3 separate regions of the Bombyx mori genome follow, and all the other regions are linked to region 1. The links are chromatin contacts, called in public Hi-C maps. All regions are on one chromosome and are shown on one strand. Each heading gives the region's core, a stretch centred on a gene start, on an enhancer-like site or on the middle of the called end of the contact. The rest is flanking DNA. Distances are from core to core; before and after follow the strand shown.

Region 1 (4,784 bases), core at 663-3,162:
ACATCTTCAATGTTGACTTTGCTTTTTTTTTAAAACTCTAAACGTCAGTGACGTAAGGTCGAAAATGCTAGATCGAATTTCGTATGCAATATTTAAAATTATAATACATTTAAAATTATAATATATTTAAAAATAGTAATGGAAGGATGTGGAGGCTCTTTAAAAAAGAAAGAATACCCTCTAATACAGTTATGCTGACGAGAATTATTTTTATAATTTAATATTAAATATATCTCAACAATAGAGATTTTTTTGTGGCGTTTGATGCAGATTTATCAATTGTATAATTTATGGATATCATTAAACAAAGATTTATGCTGTTTTATTACATAATGTGCACTATTACACATACAATGTGCATAGTTACGCGCCCACGAGCGGTTGTATGTTTTGGAAGCCAACACGGATCAGTACCATCATTCTATGTCTGCCGCAGACCAGCCATCATTTCGCTACAAGGACATATGCAATACAATTGAGATACCTCCGACCTCATGTCCTGAAAATCGTTTGAGTCTTTGAGCCAATTATCATCATAAAATATACTTCTTGTGTTTTAAAATGACTCTCAATTCGTTATCCGCAGATGTCGCAGGAGGAAAGAAAGCATCTGTTAACCAAACAGGAACAGCTGGAAGAGGAGTTAAGTCAACTGAAAACGAGTTTAGAAGAGAAAACCAAAGAAAATGAAGCTCTCAGTGAGAGGATTAGGTGAGGTCCTCACGTTGAGATGTTGATGGGAGTCGCACGCACACGCTGGGACTAAACCGACCCTTAATGCATCATAGTAATAGGGCGATTTGATATGACGTCTCCCTTTGCGGTCGTCGTGGCCTAAAGGATAAGACGTCCGGTGCATTCGTATCTAACGATGCACCGGTGTTCAAATCCCACAGGCGGGTACCAATTTTTCTAATGAAATACGTACTTAACAAATGTTCACGATTGACTTCCACGGTGAAGTGTAGGTACATTGTGTAATAAAAATCAAACCCGCAAAAATTATAATTCGTGAAATTACTGGTGGTAGGAGGAGGTCTTGTGAGTCGGCACGGGTAGGTACCACGATTCTGCCTATTTCTGCCGTGAAGCAGTAATGCGTTTCGGTTTGAAGGGTGGGGCAGCCGCTGTAACTATACTGAGACCTTTCAACTCTATCTCAGGGTGGGCGGCGGCATTTACGTTGTAGATGTCTATGGGCTCCGGTAGCCCCTTCACACTGGCTCGGTGCGGGGATGTATGCGGAACAGACTCCGCTCCATTTCTGCCGCGAAATCCTCGCACGTTCCCGTCTGAACACTAAGACAACCGTTGGAGTATCATCATATCATCAGTATATGTACAACGGCTGCCCCGCCCTTCAAACCGAAACGCGTTACTGCTTCACGGCAGAAATAGGCAGGATGGTGGGACCTACCCGTGCGGACTCACAAGACGTCCTACCAGCAGTGAGGTTACGTTCCGTTGTGGTGCTGGGGCAGGTCGCTGGAGAGCTCGCTGGAGTGCTCGCGCGCCGAGAGCGAGCTGGAGGCGCAGGCGGCGCGGGACCTGGCCGCCGCCCGCCAGCACCAGGTCGCCACGCTCTCCGACCTGCTCGACGCCGCTAAAGCCAAGGTCAGGACAGTGACCATAATCTCTGTACTTGTGAAACTTCTTTAGAATCGTTGTGATGTGATTTCAAACTCGATGAAACGAAAAAATGAAACGTGAAGTTAAAATATCAATTCACAGAGGGCTCATACTATAAAAGATGATTTACAATTATTTCTATTTAGTTTGTTATCAACAGATGTCGCTGCACGTAAATTCAACAATTCCTGAATCGTGATGACAAGATGTTACACAGTTGAATAGACGTTCTCATGTTTCTCTTGCTTAATTATACTTACCTGGCGTAGAGACACCGTGATCATGCAGGTGGTCCCCCAGGGTGGGCCTGCTCCAGTGCACTGCGCAGGCAGTGGGTGGTGGTTGACCCTTGCGATTATTCTTATTTTATATAAGTTTCACTTCTACCGTTTGTGACTTGCACACATACACATTTTTGCCCTTGTAAGCAGAGGAGCATACGGCCCACCTGATGATTGAGGCCCCCAGTGATTACCTTCGCCCATGGACTTTTAGCAATGCCAGGGGCAGAGCCAAGCCGCTGCCTACCGCTCTTCGTCTACAGCACCGCAGAGATCTACGTTGGTGCTTCCGAATGTACGAGTCATGTATTGTACAGGGCACGCGCGCATTCACATCAGCACTTTTACATCGCTTCACTCAAATCGTAGTATAAAGCGCCAGTACACGTTCAGTGTGCTTAGTACGAGTTTTTTAACGTTCTCGATAGCGTAAAAGTTAACTCAAATTTGTATGGAATTGGAACGTTTGCGTACGTTTGTCGCTAGGGGCGCTGCATACAAAATATAAGTTTGGATCAGACCAGCTTGGAACCTTTGAATAGGGAGTTGTTAAAGGGTGGTTGTCAAATGGAATTCATCATTAATTATTTATATATATTACGGTAAATGTACACTGTTGGGAAATGTACACTTTTACCTGTTTTTACCGGTAAATGTGCACATTTGCCAAAAGTTAGGTACATGTGAATTGAATATATTAAGAAAAGTTGGAATACAAATAAATTAATGATGTTGTTGCAGTATTTTTTTATTTATTTAAATAAACGTAATACAAACGGCTTTAATAACGAAAAATATTTTAATAAAAAAATGTAAATGACAAACAAAACATAGTTTTCTTTGCATATTATATAATATGTCTTAGGTTAGATTAGGTTAGGTTGTAGTAGTACCACATTACTAGCACTTGCCACTTCGTATTTTGTATGCCATGCTTTGCTTAAAAAATTAAAAAAAAAACTTTACGATTCTCTAAGTTTAATATTGAAAATGTTTAGATTGAGATCACGAATTCGAAAAGTGCAAATTTGCATATCCCGTACCGTAGGAAACTATTTATACTGCCTACACCACAAAGATCAAAATCAAATGTAGTCTATCAACAGTTAAAATCTTTTGAACAGATAATTTGTTGATCTCCATCAAACAGTAATTATGTACCTATATATAACTATTACGGTCATCAGTAACTTGACCTTTTAGCCCATCTGAGTTATAACAAAATTAGTCGCAATAACTTGAGAGTTTTACTGACACTTCAGTGTGGCTGTTTAGTCCGATCATCGCTCTCTTTTAATTTCATTAGGTTAATAAACAATTAATAAGTCTAGTGATAAAGATAGTCAAAATACGTGTGGTTTGTGTAGCACTTTCTATGACACTGTCAAATGTATTTAAAATAATAGAAACATAAGTAACGCTTTACATGCAAAGAGATGTTTTACAAATAAATCGAACAAATGTGTCCTTAGTGGGAGTTTTTTAAATTTCTCGATAGCGTAAAAGTTAACCCTAAATTCTATGGAATTTAATTATTTGCTTATGTTTGGCGCTAAGGGCGCTGTCCAACTGTTTACAAATTTGAGTTAACTTTTACGCGAGAACGTTAAAACACTCACAGTAAGCAGACTGGTAATATCTGGTGTCGTGACATGGCTAGTTGTCGGAGGGCGCGGGCGCGGCGGCGGGCGCGGCGGAGGCGGAGGCGGCGGCGGCGGCGGCGCGGCGGGATGCGGAGGCGCACGCCCAGCGCGCGCACGCCCTCGCCGAGCGCCTCGCGCACGCGCACCGCCAGCTCGACCGCGCACACTCCGACGCGCGCAAGCTGCACGACGACGCGCTCGTAACTATACTCTTTTATTTTCCTACCTAACCTGAGAGCCTTGAGAGGCTATATCAGCGTAACCTTAACTAGTAGGAGAGCTCAGGGGGCTCAAACCTGACAACGCTGTTAACACGAAACCTAGCAAGAGCCGTGCTTCGCAGAATCTACCACCGGATCGGAAACGCGACTGTCGTGAAGTATTTCTGCCGTGAAGCAGTAATGCGTTTCGGTTTGAAGGGCCGGGCAGCCGTTGTAACTATACTGAGACCTTAGAACTCATATCTCAAGGTGGGTGGCAGCATTTACGTTGTAGATGTCTATGGGCTCCGGTAACCACTTAACACTAGATGAGCCGTGAGATCGTCCACCCATATTTGCAATAAAAATTAAAAAACTACTTATAAAGAGCGTGGTAGTGTTTAAATGCACACAATTTTCCCACAAATGCCCTTAGAGTAGACGAGCATATGGCCCACCTGATGGTGAGTGGTTACCGTCGCCCATGGACTTCAGCTATGCCAGGGGCAGAGTCAAATCGCTGCCTACTGTTAATAAAAAGTACTAATAAAAAGTACTAAAATTCTCAATTTATTTCTACACGACCGCGAGTGAATCCGCCGTATTAAAGCCAGTAAACTATAAATTGCTTATTGCAAACGCCCCCAGGTGTCTCGCAACAACGCGAAATCGACGATCTCCGAGCTGGAGTTCCAGGTCGAGCAGCTGCGGCAGGAGAAGTCCGCCATGCAGGGCGAGATCAACACCCTGCAGGAGAACATTTCCGAGATGCAGATACAGGTGCGTATTGACGAACCAACGTCATAATATGGATGTGTTTTTTTTTATTGCTTAGATGGGTGGATGAGCTCACAGCCCACCTGGTGTTAAGTGGTTACTGGAGCCCATAGACATTTACAACGTAAATGCGCCATCCACCTTGTGATATGAGTTCTAAGATCTCAGTTTAGTTACAACGGCTGCCGCGCCCTTCAAATCGAAACGCATTACTGCTTCACGGCAGAAATGGGCAGGGTGGTGGTACCTACCCG
Region 2 (4,784 bases), core at 680-3,179, 100 kb after region 1:
GTCCGACAAACGACAAGCATTACGAGAGACTGCTCCACAATATTGTCGATGGTAATATCTTTTTTTTTTCTATCTATTTCTAAGGACAAGTGGATTAGTGAAAAGCGTATCATTTCCCTGCTGACACTGTATGTGGGGTTTTCTATTGAGGTTTGGGCCAGTGAAACGGTTGATGACTTCATACAAACTTGATTTTTTATTTCGTCTTAATCGTCTTAATCTATGTAACTAAAATATAAACGTCTTACGTCTCTAGAGATACACCCCGCCTGTTTGCCGCCGCGTCCGGTAACTACCATCCTCACGTTTAAGAAATAAAACGAAGTGTTCCGCATTCATTCGCCGTTTTTCTTACTTTCTAACACGACACCTCCTCTCTTTCTCACTCAGTCATGCTCCAACGACATCTCCTGTCTCTCTCACTCAGTCATGCTCCAACGACATCTCCTTTCTCTCTCACTCAGTCATGCTCCAACGACATCTCCTTTCTCTCTCACTCAGTCATGCTCCAACCACATCTCCTGTCTCTCTCACTCAGTCATGCTTAAACCACATCTCCTGTCTCTCTCACTCAGTCATGCTCCATATCTGACATTCATCCATACCGTTCCGTTCCGTTCCTGCATGTATTTGAACGTGAGCTCTCCCTACTAGTTAAGGCTACGCTGATATAGCCTCTCAAGGCTATCAGCTTAGGTAGGAAAAAAAAATCACAAGACGTCCTACCACCAGTAGATTGTACTGTGTTATAAACTTGTAGTCTTAGATCGTAGTTATAGTGGAGCGGGGTTGGTCGCGTTGCAGAGCTGGAGAGTCCGCCGCCGCGCGAGGCCGTGTTCGCGCCCATCGCGCCCGCCGCCCCGCCCCGCGCGCCCCCCTCGCTGCTCGACCTGCTGCTGCGCGCCAACGACGCCCGCCCAGGTACCTTCTCAACTTACTACTAATAACAAAAAACGGCGCGCGTGCATTACTAGTGGTAGGACCTCTTGTGAGTCCGCACGGGTAGGTACCACCACTCTGCCTATTTCTGCCGTGAAGCAGTAATGCGTTTCGGTTTGAAGGGTGGGGCAGCCGTTGTAACTATACTGAGACCTTAGAACTTATATCTCAAGGTGGGTGGCGCATTTACGTTGTACATGTCTATGGGCTCCAGTAACCACTTAACACCAAGTGGGCTGTAAGCTCGTCCACCCATCTAAGTAATAAAAAAAAAGAAATGGCGCAGGATAATCCAGGAGGAAGTGATTAGAGGAAGCCACAACCCTCAGCATTGAGGATTATCGACGCGAGGAGAATATATGTGATATGTAAATATGTTTCAGAGGCGACATCGATTGGCGGCAAGGTGCATAGTCTCGAAGAGTTGGAGGCTCGACTTCGGCCGCAGCCGGTACAGCATCACAACGTTCCCGACCACGATCTCACTGCATTTAAACGACTCGTGAGTTTCGTATAACGTATTTTAATTTTGCCTAAATACGAGGTAACTATAAATATTTTGGTATAAAAATCAAGAGCAAATATCAAATTATATTAAATTAAGGTATAAAAAAATTTTCAATTTAATATCGACATTTGATAGTAGGTAGTCTTTTGCATTAGCATTTCAAACACGATCGACGATGTTTATAAGTAAAACCTTAGAAAGCATATTTATGTTACTTTCTAAAGTTGCATTCGTTGGCTTAAACCGTATTGATGTAATTTTGGCTTTGCAATTGTCCGACTTGTAATATACGATGTGTCGACGTTTGTTCCAGCTGGCGCAGGTGTCGGGCGGACACGCGGTGGCAGCCGGCGACCCTCCGCGTCATCAACCCATGACCTTACTGCAGGTATACCACACGCACCCGCTCGCACACGCACTCGTACGCACGCACTCGCACGCACACACTCACACAAACTGTAATACGCACTCACACGCACACATTCACTTACACAAACTGAAATATCCACTCACACGCACACACTGACTTACTCAAACAAATACGCACTCACGCGCACACACTCATTTCCACAAACTGAAATACGCACTCACATGCACACACTTACACAAACTTACACACTCAAAATTAAGGACGCACACGTGCACGCACCCACACGCGCTCATACGCACGCACTCGAAAGTGCGCATTCACACCCAATACTATATTATATTAATTGTGATTTTTTTATTATCAAAATACTATAACCTAGGTACTGTTAGGCGTTTTTGTATCGAACTTTTTCTCTTTAACTTAATTATAGGTACTGAAGAGAATATAATGAATAATTGAACAATATTGCTTACTTATATTAGTTTCTCTGAATTTTAGATTTGTAACTCTTCAGAACTGAATTGTTAATGTGATCACGAAATAAAAAAAAATGTATTTAAAACAGATGCTGAATAAAAGCATGGAGCAGCAACAGCAGCAACAACAACAACAGCAACAGCAACAACAACAGAAGGCTCAGCAACAACAACAACAACAACCGCATATACCTCAAGAGCTCCTATACAAGCTCTTACAAGTCCAACAGGTATTTAGTTTTAACTGTTAATTTTAAAGCTTTTTTTTTTGTGATGATTCCATCATTATCGAACCAAAATTCCGCGTTGCAACAAAACTCAACTAATTCGTTTCAAAATTTTAATATTATTTCATTTCAGCTGACCAATACTGACGAGCATCCCGCCCATACCATGGTGAGTAATAATCAATAATTATGTTTTATAATAAATATGTACTTTAGAAGTAATGTATAAGCAGATGGTAACGTAAGAGGAGGGGTGTCCTAAAAATACTAATGGATTGCGTGAAAGACGATATCTATATGCGAGAGAGGGCTCTGAGCGCAGAGGTGACGTACGGATAGGCTTCAATGGAAAAAGAGGACATGCTGCGCCCATTCCGCGTCGTGGATGGGATAAAGGACAAGAAGAAGAAAAGTTTGGAAGTATGTAATTGATAATACTTGGGGATGTTAAGTGGACTATTAATACTAAAAAGCGGCCACACTTCGTTATCATTACTGATATATTTAGATATTATATAAAAAAAATAATTTGCTGTTTCTTATCTCATTTCATACATTACATATCGTCTTTCACGCAATCCATCCATTTCTTAGGTCTGCCTCTTCCTCTTCTTCGTCCGGGTTCCTGTGATTAAACTGTTGTTGATGGTTGTGATGTTTGTTAACAGCGACCGCAGCAGCCGCCGGACCTGCCGGCCCACGGAGCCGTCATCACGCCCTCGGACCGCGAGCTGCTACAGAGGCCCGAAGCTCAGGCGATCGTGCACGGTCAGTACCGGAACCTCGTCGAGCAACGAGCTTGGTGTTCTCACGAACCGTAGACGTCATTAAAACAACTCTTACGGTTTTTGAAGTGAAACTTCTTTAGAATCGTTGTCATTTCGAACTCGATGAAACGAAAAAATAAGTCCATAGAGACACAAACACAAATGTATAGGATTCAACCGGCGAGAGAATTAGATAGAACACATTAGACATTCTCAGTGTAGTGTTTTTTTTAATTTAGCATTTTTTTATTTTTTTGGCAAAAGGTACATTGATTAAACAGCCTCAAACCTCAAGACACTGCGTGAAATGAAACGTAAAAGTCTAGAAATATTATTTAGAGAAAAATAAACGGTAGTTGTCACCATAATATATGAATGTCTCGGAATTCGAAAGGTTCACAAATTTTTAAAATCAAACAGCCGTAGTAGAAAATGTTAATAATATAAATATAATAACCTCGTATCGAGATTGGAACTGTACCCGATAATGGAGACATTATGGTTATTAAATAGAGGTTGACAACCTTTGTTTGATGTTTACTCGGACGGAGATGCTTGAAACTTATAAATGATTGCAGATGAAGAGTACAAGTTTAGGAGGATCATAAAATATCCTTAAGGGTTGTAATATCTAATAACTTTATCCTCAACCCCTTAATAATTGAAGACTTGAGTGGACGAAGGGGATATGATATTATGTATTTGTTAACTTTGAGAAAATGAGCAACAAACTTTTGTTACTTGTAATTTTTCTTAGTACAAAACTCCTTCATCAAATTCAATTTCTAAAAATAGCCTTTAAACACGAAGTTTTATAGTCTAATATGGTTTATAGGCACATAACACCTTCTAAAACTCAAAAATCTGTACTTAACCCCTTCATCCACTCAGGTCTTCAATTACACTCTAAATAGCATAAAAAATCTAATCTACAAACAAAAATACATACCTGCTCCGCGGTAGAAACAGGCAGAACAGTGGTATCTGTCTGTATTGAAATTACGCCCTACTTACTACTAGCTTGAAGGAAACACTAATATTTAATTGTTATAGGCTTAAAAGCTGGCGAGATCACGGTCCAGCACCTGATGCAGCAGCTCAGCAACCCGGGCCTGCAGAGCAGACACCGCGAGATACTTCTCACCATCCTACGTTTGCATCACCAAAAAAGACAGGTACCGGAGTACACTGCACTGTAATTTGCTTGCTGTATATACACCAGATCATGGTATGGTGCTCCTATAAAACCAGCTTGACATAAATTAGGGCTTTATTAGATTGGCATGAAATAAATAACACTAATAAACTCTAGTGGTGTAGTAACAAACTACTTTCCACTGTTAGAAATTCGTATAATTTTACTGAGGTTTAAAATTTGCATATTTTCTGGTGGTAGGAGCTCTTATGAGCCCGCACGGGTAGGTACCACCACCCTGCCTATTTCTGCCGTAAAGCCGTAATGCGTTTCGGTTTGAAGATTAGGGCAGCCGTTGTAAC
Region 3 (4,784 bases), core at 758-3,257, 77 kb after region 1:
ATGAGGATCTCCATCTGGACACCCTGACTTGCTATAAAGTTGGCTGTCTTCTCTATGATGGCATTCAGTTTTTGTGTCTCAGGCTAGTAAAAGAATTAAATGATTTTTATTTATAGTTTTGGTGTACCATTTCTGATAAATGATAGAATGCACCAAACAGATCAAATATATTATGTGTTACACTTTTGTCTTACTTATACCACTATTAAGATTAAAATCAGCCAAAGAAATAGCTCATTGTTAACTGAAACAGATCTCTACGAGACATTAAAACATCAGAGAGAAAAAAACCACTTCTGTCTTCTTACATTATGTCTGTATACTTCTTAGTACGTAAATACAGTAATGCACTCTATATTAAACATGTAATGAATCATGTGACATTAATAGTAAATATTATCTTGTCCAATTATTGAGATTCAATAGCAATTGAAATTAATAAAATTATACTTACTAAAACAACATCTTCAGGTAGCAGAGTTTCAAGAGTTGAAGACGGAACAAATGGTTCATCTACCTCAACTGGCTTCGCGGGTGGCTTAGGTGGAGCTAATGTATCATAATTGAAACCAACTTGTCCGTAACCAGCCGCATGGAGACGCTTCAGTTCTTCCTCTGTTTAAAATTATTTAGGATTTTATTTTTGTAACCTTCTTGCCTCAAAAGCAGACTGTGATGTGATATGATGTAAGATTCCTACCACCCATGGTCTTAAATAATGGAGTCTTTTACCTATTAGAAAATAGGTTAAATGGTCCTGTAGACTCCCTTATTACCTCCAGTACCTTCTGGTACTCTCAGGAAACAACTTTAGACACTTCAAGAAGTAATAAAAAGTAAGAAATATATAAAATTGGTTATGAATACAACTCACAACTTAAAATACTATAGCAGTCAAATTTATTAACAATACAGATAAGACATTGCAAAATAATCTCTAAGGTGCTTTTACCTTTGTACATTTCTTCTTCATCTTCATTTGTGTATAGAGCTCGGTAACGTTCATCATCGCATAGTTGCTCCACATCAAGCTCAGATTTTGTTAACTCCACCCGCCAGTCGTATCCTCCCGGCGGGGCTTCCAATGCTGACACATCGTGTAGGGCTCCTCTTGCATCATACCTGTTCACATAAATAGCATGATAATCCATGAACTATCTTGTCATTAGACCTGCAAATAATGTGAGGTTTTTAATATAATTTCCAATTTTTATTTCCTATGTTGAATGACATTTTAGCTTTCAGTACATCCATTGGAAGTTTCATTGTTACCGGTAAATTACATAAATTATTTCAACTGTAGATTTATACTAAATACACTTCGTTTTTAATACTATAAACAGCATATACAACGTAACCATAATCAAAATTTTAATAATAAACTATGGTAACATCATTCGCATGTGAAACAATTAGATTACATTTTTATACATACTCAATTATTCCGTTGTAAGTTATACATACCACCGGAGAGTGTCACCATAAGAAAAGACGTCACCACGACGGGCCCGCGCCCCTGTCTAAGTCCCGTCCCGCTGTAGGCTTTACTCATCATCCTCTGCGAAAATCTTATAAGTCTTCCAAAATTTTATTACATTCTGACAAATTATTATCGTTTTTTATGGTTTTAGCACCACAGTTAGCAGTCTGATAGTAAAAAACGGATCGAACCTGTCGATTTTCAACGTTTCATCCCCCATCCACGGAATGAGGTGTTTCCCTTGATCAATGAACAAAGCTTTGTCATCGTCCCTGAATATTTTGCATGAATAGCCGAACACGAGTAACTCTTCTTTTTTCTCATTGATTTCATTCTTTCTTAATATACCGGCTTCACTACGACGTCTAGTCCATTTTGATGCCATTTTTGATAATTTTCCGTGAGCATTTCAACAATAATGGACACAACGCTGTCATACCGTCATTGAGCCACAATCAGTGACATTAGGCAATTATAATTTTTATTTGATTGATTTGTTATACATGCAAAGGAAAAGAGGCTGATAGAGTTCAATCTTTCAAAACAAAGGCCAACGGAATATTTATTGTATAAAAACAGAGACCAGAAATGAACGAAATCAAACTAAATATTAAATGATACGAAATATTACAACTTACAAGGTAAAATAAAACAACATTGTAAATATTCGATGAGATGAAATAAATCAGTCAATAAAATGGTGGTAATCTAAAAGTTAAAAGGATTTTATAATTGAACTTGAAAAGCCATGTTCCGTGATTTTGTATCATTTTTCCACACTCTTGCTAAGGCTTTGGTAACCGCTTAACACTGCATTGGTCGTAAGTCCATTTACCATTTCAGAATAACAACACTTTTCAAGATAAAGAACGAGTAAGGAAAGAGTACTGGATTATTTTTTTGTTAAATATATAAATAGTGTTCTACGGAATCTTATATTTTAGTAGGTAATTAGATCTGCTTAATATTTAAATATATTTATAAAGTTGTAACAGCATATATATTTGATCGATATAATAGGTATACAATTTATTTGGTTACATTCTCAAAAAAATGACCCTAAACAAAAGTAGTGGCAACTGGATATAACCTCATCAAATAAAACGTATTCTTGTGTTCTATCTGGACACGTATTCGGTACTGACTTTTAGTTTACCAGGTTAATCTATATTTTCAAAAGGCATATGGCGGACGTTTTATATATTTTTGCATCGAAAACTGATAAATTATTTTAGTTATGAGTATCTTGTGACCGCTAGAGCGTATTTGTTAAAATTAGATTGTAAACGTTAGTTTTTAATGTGTAAATAATTTTATTATATCTAGAGTCACATAATTATTATTGAAAGTATTTAAGTGCGTGGACGTTTTGATCCGTATTGTTGAAAAACGAAAAGTCTGTGATATAAACAATACTTTAGGCTATAGTTTAGTTTCATGAACAATTTTGTAAATATTGTATAGTTGTTAAAGAATTTTAATAGATTTAATATATTGAAAGAAGACTGAATAACTTTGTGAGGAAGATTGCTAGCTATGTCAGCTGTAAACCTATTGTCTTCACTGAAGGAGAAACCAAATGACGAAAAACAGAAGGATGGCTCAAACCAGCAGGGTGAGTATTTTTTACACCCTACAACATAATTCAAATAAAAATCTACGAACCTACCTTCATAATTTAAGATAAAAGTACGATTTGTAACGATTTTTTTGAAGCCCTAACTGAAATTTCTGGATTTTTGTTTTGCTTAACTTCTCGACAACATGAAAAGTAAAAACCTCTTCGTAAAAAAGTAAACATGCTATTACTATTAGATTCATAATCAAATCAAAACAGTTATATTCAAAGTAGGTCAACTGTGTCACTTTGATAGTGTTTACACTGCATTAAGTTATGCTCCAGTTCTTTCTTGGTACCATATAAATACGCAGACTGTACTCATTATTGATACTAAAGAAAATTATGAAAATGCACTCCTATCTGCTTCTTTAAAAATGCTCATTTTTTAAGTATATTTAATATGAAAAATTACCATTTCGATCATTATTGACGTTCAAGGACTAATTTATAATATTACTAATATTGCATTTTAGTGTGAAACCACGAATGATAAGTATGATTAAATATATGTTATTAGAAAAATTAAAATGTCTAAATATGATAATTTATTGAACAGTGTGAAGTTTACAGTAAACTTCATTTCATATTGTGCATGTTTGTAAGCATAAGTTTATAATAATATTAAATAAAAATAACAGAATAAATCTATTAATTCTACAGCATTTGTTAATAAATCTAGTTGGCCAACATGTTCCATTTTGTACACAAAAAAATACAGCAAGTTCTTATTAGATTTTGTCAGGTTGTATAGTTGGAATGAATGCACATAGTCAATTGCAGCTATGAAATACAAGTTATCCACTTAACCTATTCGTTTGTGTGAAAAATTCCTGTAGTTTTTATATTATATTCTTTTTTCTTAAGTCCAATTCAGATTAATTTGTTTTTATAATTTGCTTTGGATTTGTGGATAGACTCATGGAGAACCTGGTCTTAGTTGGTTACCTTGAGTCGAGATCAAACTATTATAAAATTTCTTTGAAGTAATGCGGTGGGCAAGTACTTTCATGTAGTTGCCCAGTTGATAGACATACAATCTCACCAACTCACTCTCACTTTCTTTTTCTTGCATAGCTTGGTTACCAAGCTACCAGTGCCCTTGATATTAAATAGTTACTAGACTTAATAGATATATGAAAATGTGGATGCCGTTTTCAACCTTGAGATATGAGATCCAAGTCTCAATCGTATCATATAACAGCTGCCCCGGTTGTTTCAATGAAAAAAGTATGACTGCTTCACGTTAGAAACAGGTAAGTGATGGTATTTGCCTGTGCGGGCGTGCAATACTCCCTGCCACCAGGAATAAATATATGTGAAAATAAAAAACAAGCTACAAACATGCTTATGGTAAAATATTTTAAATATTACATTCCTTAAGGATTCTACGTGTGTCCGTTGCTAAATAAGTAGATTGTTTTTGAGGCAGGTATCAATTAAAAGTGTCTTTTTTATGTTGTTAGGTAATTTGTCAGTGCCACAGTAAAGATTTACAAAGTTTATTAAAAAACTATTAAGATTATTAAAGAGGTGAAATGTGTCTCCTTGGATTCTACTGGAAACCTCTTAATAATATACTGCAGATATTCAAGAAAATCATTCACTATCAGTTAAAATAAAATATTCCATTACAAATTAATTTTTATATGGTAACAATGGGTACACAGTAATTAAATAGTAACT

Evidence for each region. Hi-C and Micro-C count contacts between places; a contact is called where the count stands out from the background.
Region 2: a contact with region 1 is called in a Hi-C map of middle silk gland, with 2.3 times the contacts expected there. The contact joins two enhancer-like sites. A contact is called at or near these places in 3 of 7 Hi-C or Micro-C datasets (middle silk gland, posterior silk gland and whole pupa).
Region 3: a contact with region 1 is called in a Hi-C map of whole pupa, with 2.3 times the contacts expected there. The contact joins the promoter of LOC101742403 here to the enhancer-like site in region 1. A contact is called at or near these places in 4 of 7 Hi-C or Micro-C datasets (middle silk gland, posterior silk gland and whole pupa).

Annotation. Positions count from the first base shown.
Region 1 is chr16:3,468,044-3,472,827 of ASM3026992v2, reverse strand. It overlaps LOC101742265 (cytospin-A), which reads left to right. Exons shown (of 25, transcript XM_038016558.2): 12 at 587-711; 13 at 1,482-1,614; 14 at 3,571-3,753; 15 at 4,402-4,533. Among protein-coding and RNA genes, the nearest start is that of LOC101744641, 36 kb to the right of the region's middle. Within about 2 kb of position 1,912, at least 4 of the 8 cell types and tissues checked have open chromatin away from gene starts, as enhancers often do.
Region 2 is chr16:3,363,631-3,368,414 of ASM3026992v2, reverse strand. It overlaps LOC101742550 (eukaryotic translation initiation factor 4E transporter), which reads left to right. Exons shown (of 26, transcript XM_062672939.1): 11 at 1-51; 12 at 805-921; 13 at 1,323-1,441; 14 at 1,761-1,835; 15 at 2,383-2,523; 16 at 2,654-2,689; 17 at 3,189-3,288; 18 at 4,341-4,462. All of the region lies in intron 4 of LOC105842061 (a long non-coding RNA gene), which reads right to left. Among protein-coding and RNA genes, the nearest start is that of LOC101742695, 21 kb to the right of the region's middle. Within about 2 kb of position 1,929, at least 3 of the 8 cell types and tissues checked have open chromatin away from gene starts, as enhancers often do.
Region 3 is chr16:3,391,630-3,396,413 of ASM3026992v2, reverse strand. LOC101742403 (protein suppressor of white apricot) reads right to left here and starts at 2,007. Exons shown (of 13, transcript XM_038016211.2): 1 at 1,672-2,007; 2 at 953-1,122; 3 at 455-615; 4 at 1-83. The coding sequence starts at 1,865. LOC101742550 (eukaryotic translation initiation factor 4E transporter) reads left to right here and starts at 2,631. Exons shown (of 26, transcript XM_062672939.1): 1 at 2,631-3,095. The coding sequence starts at 3,017.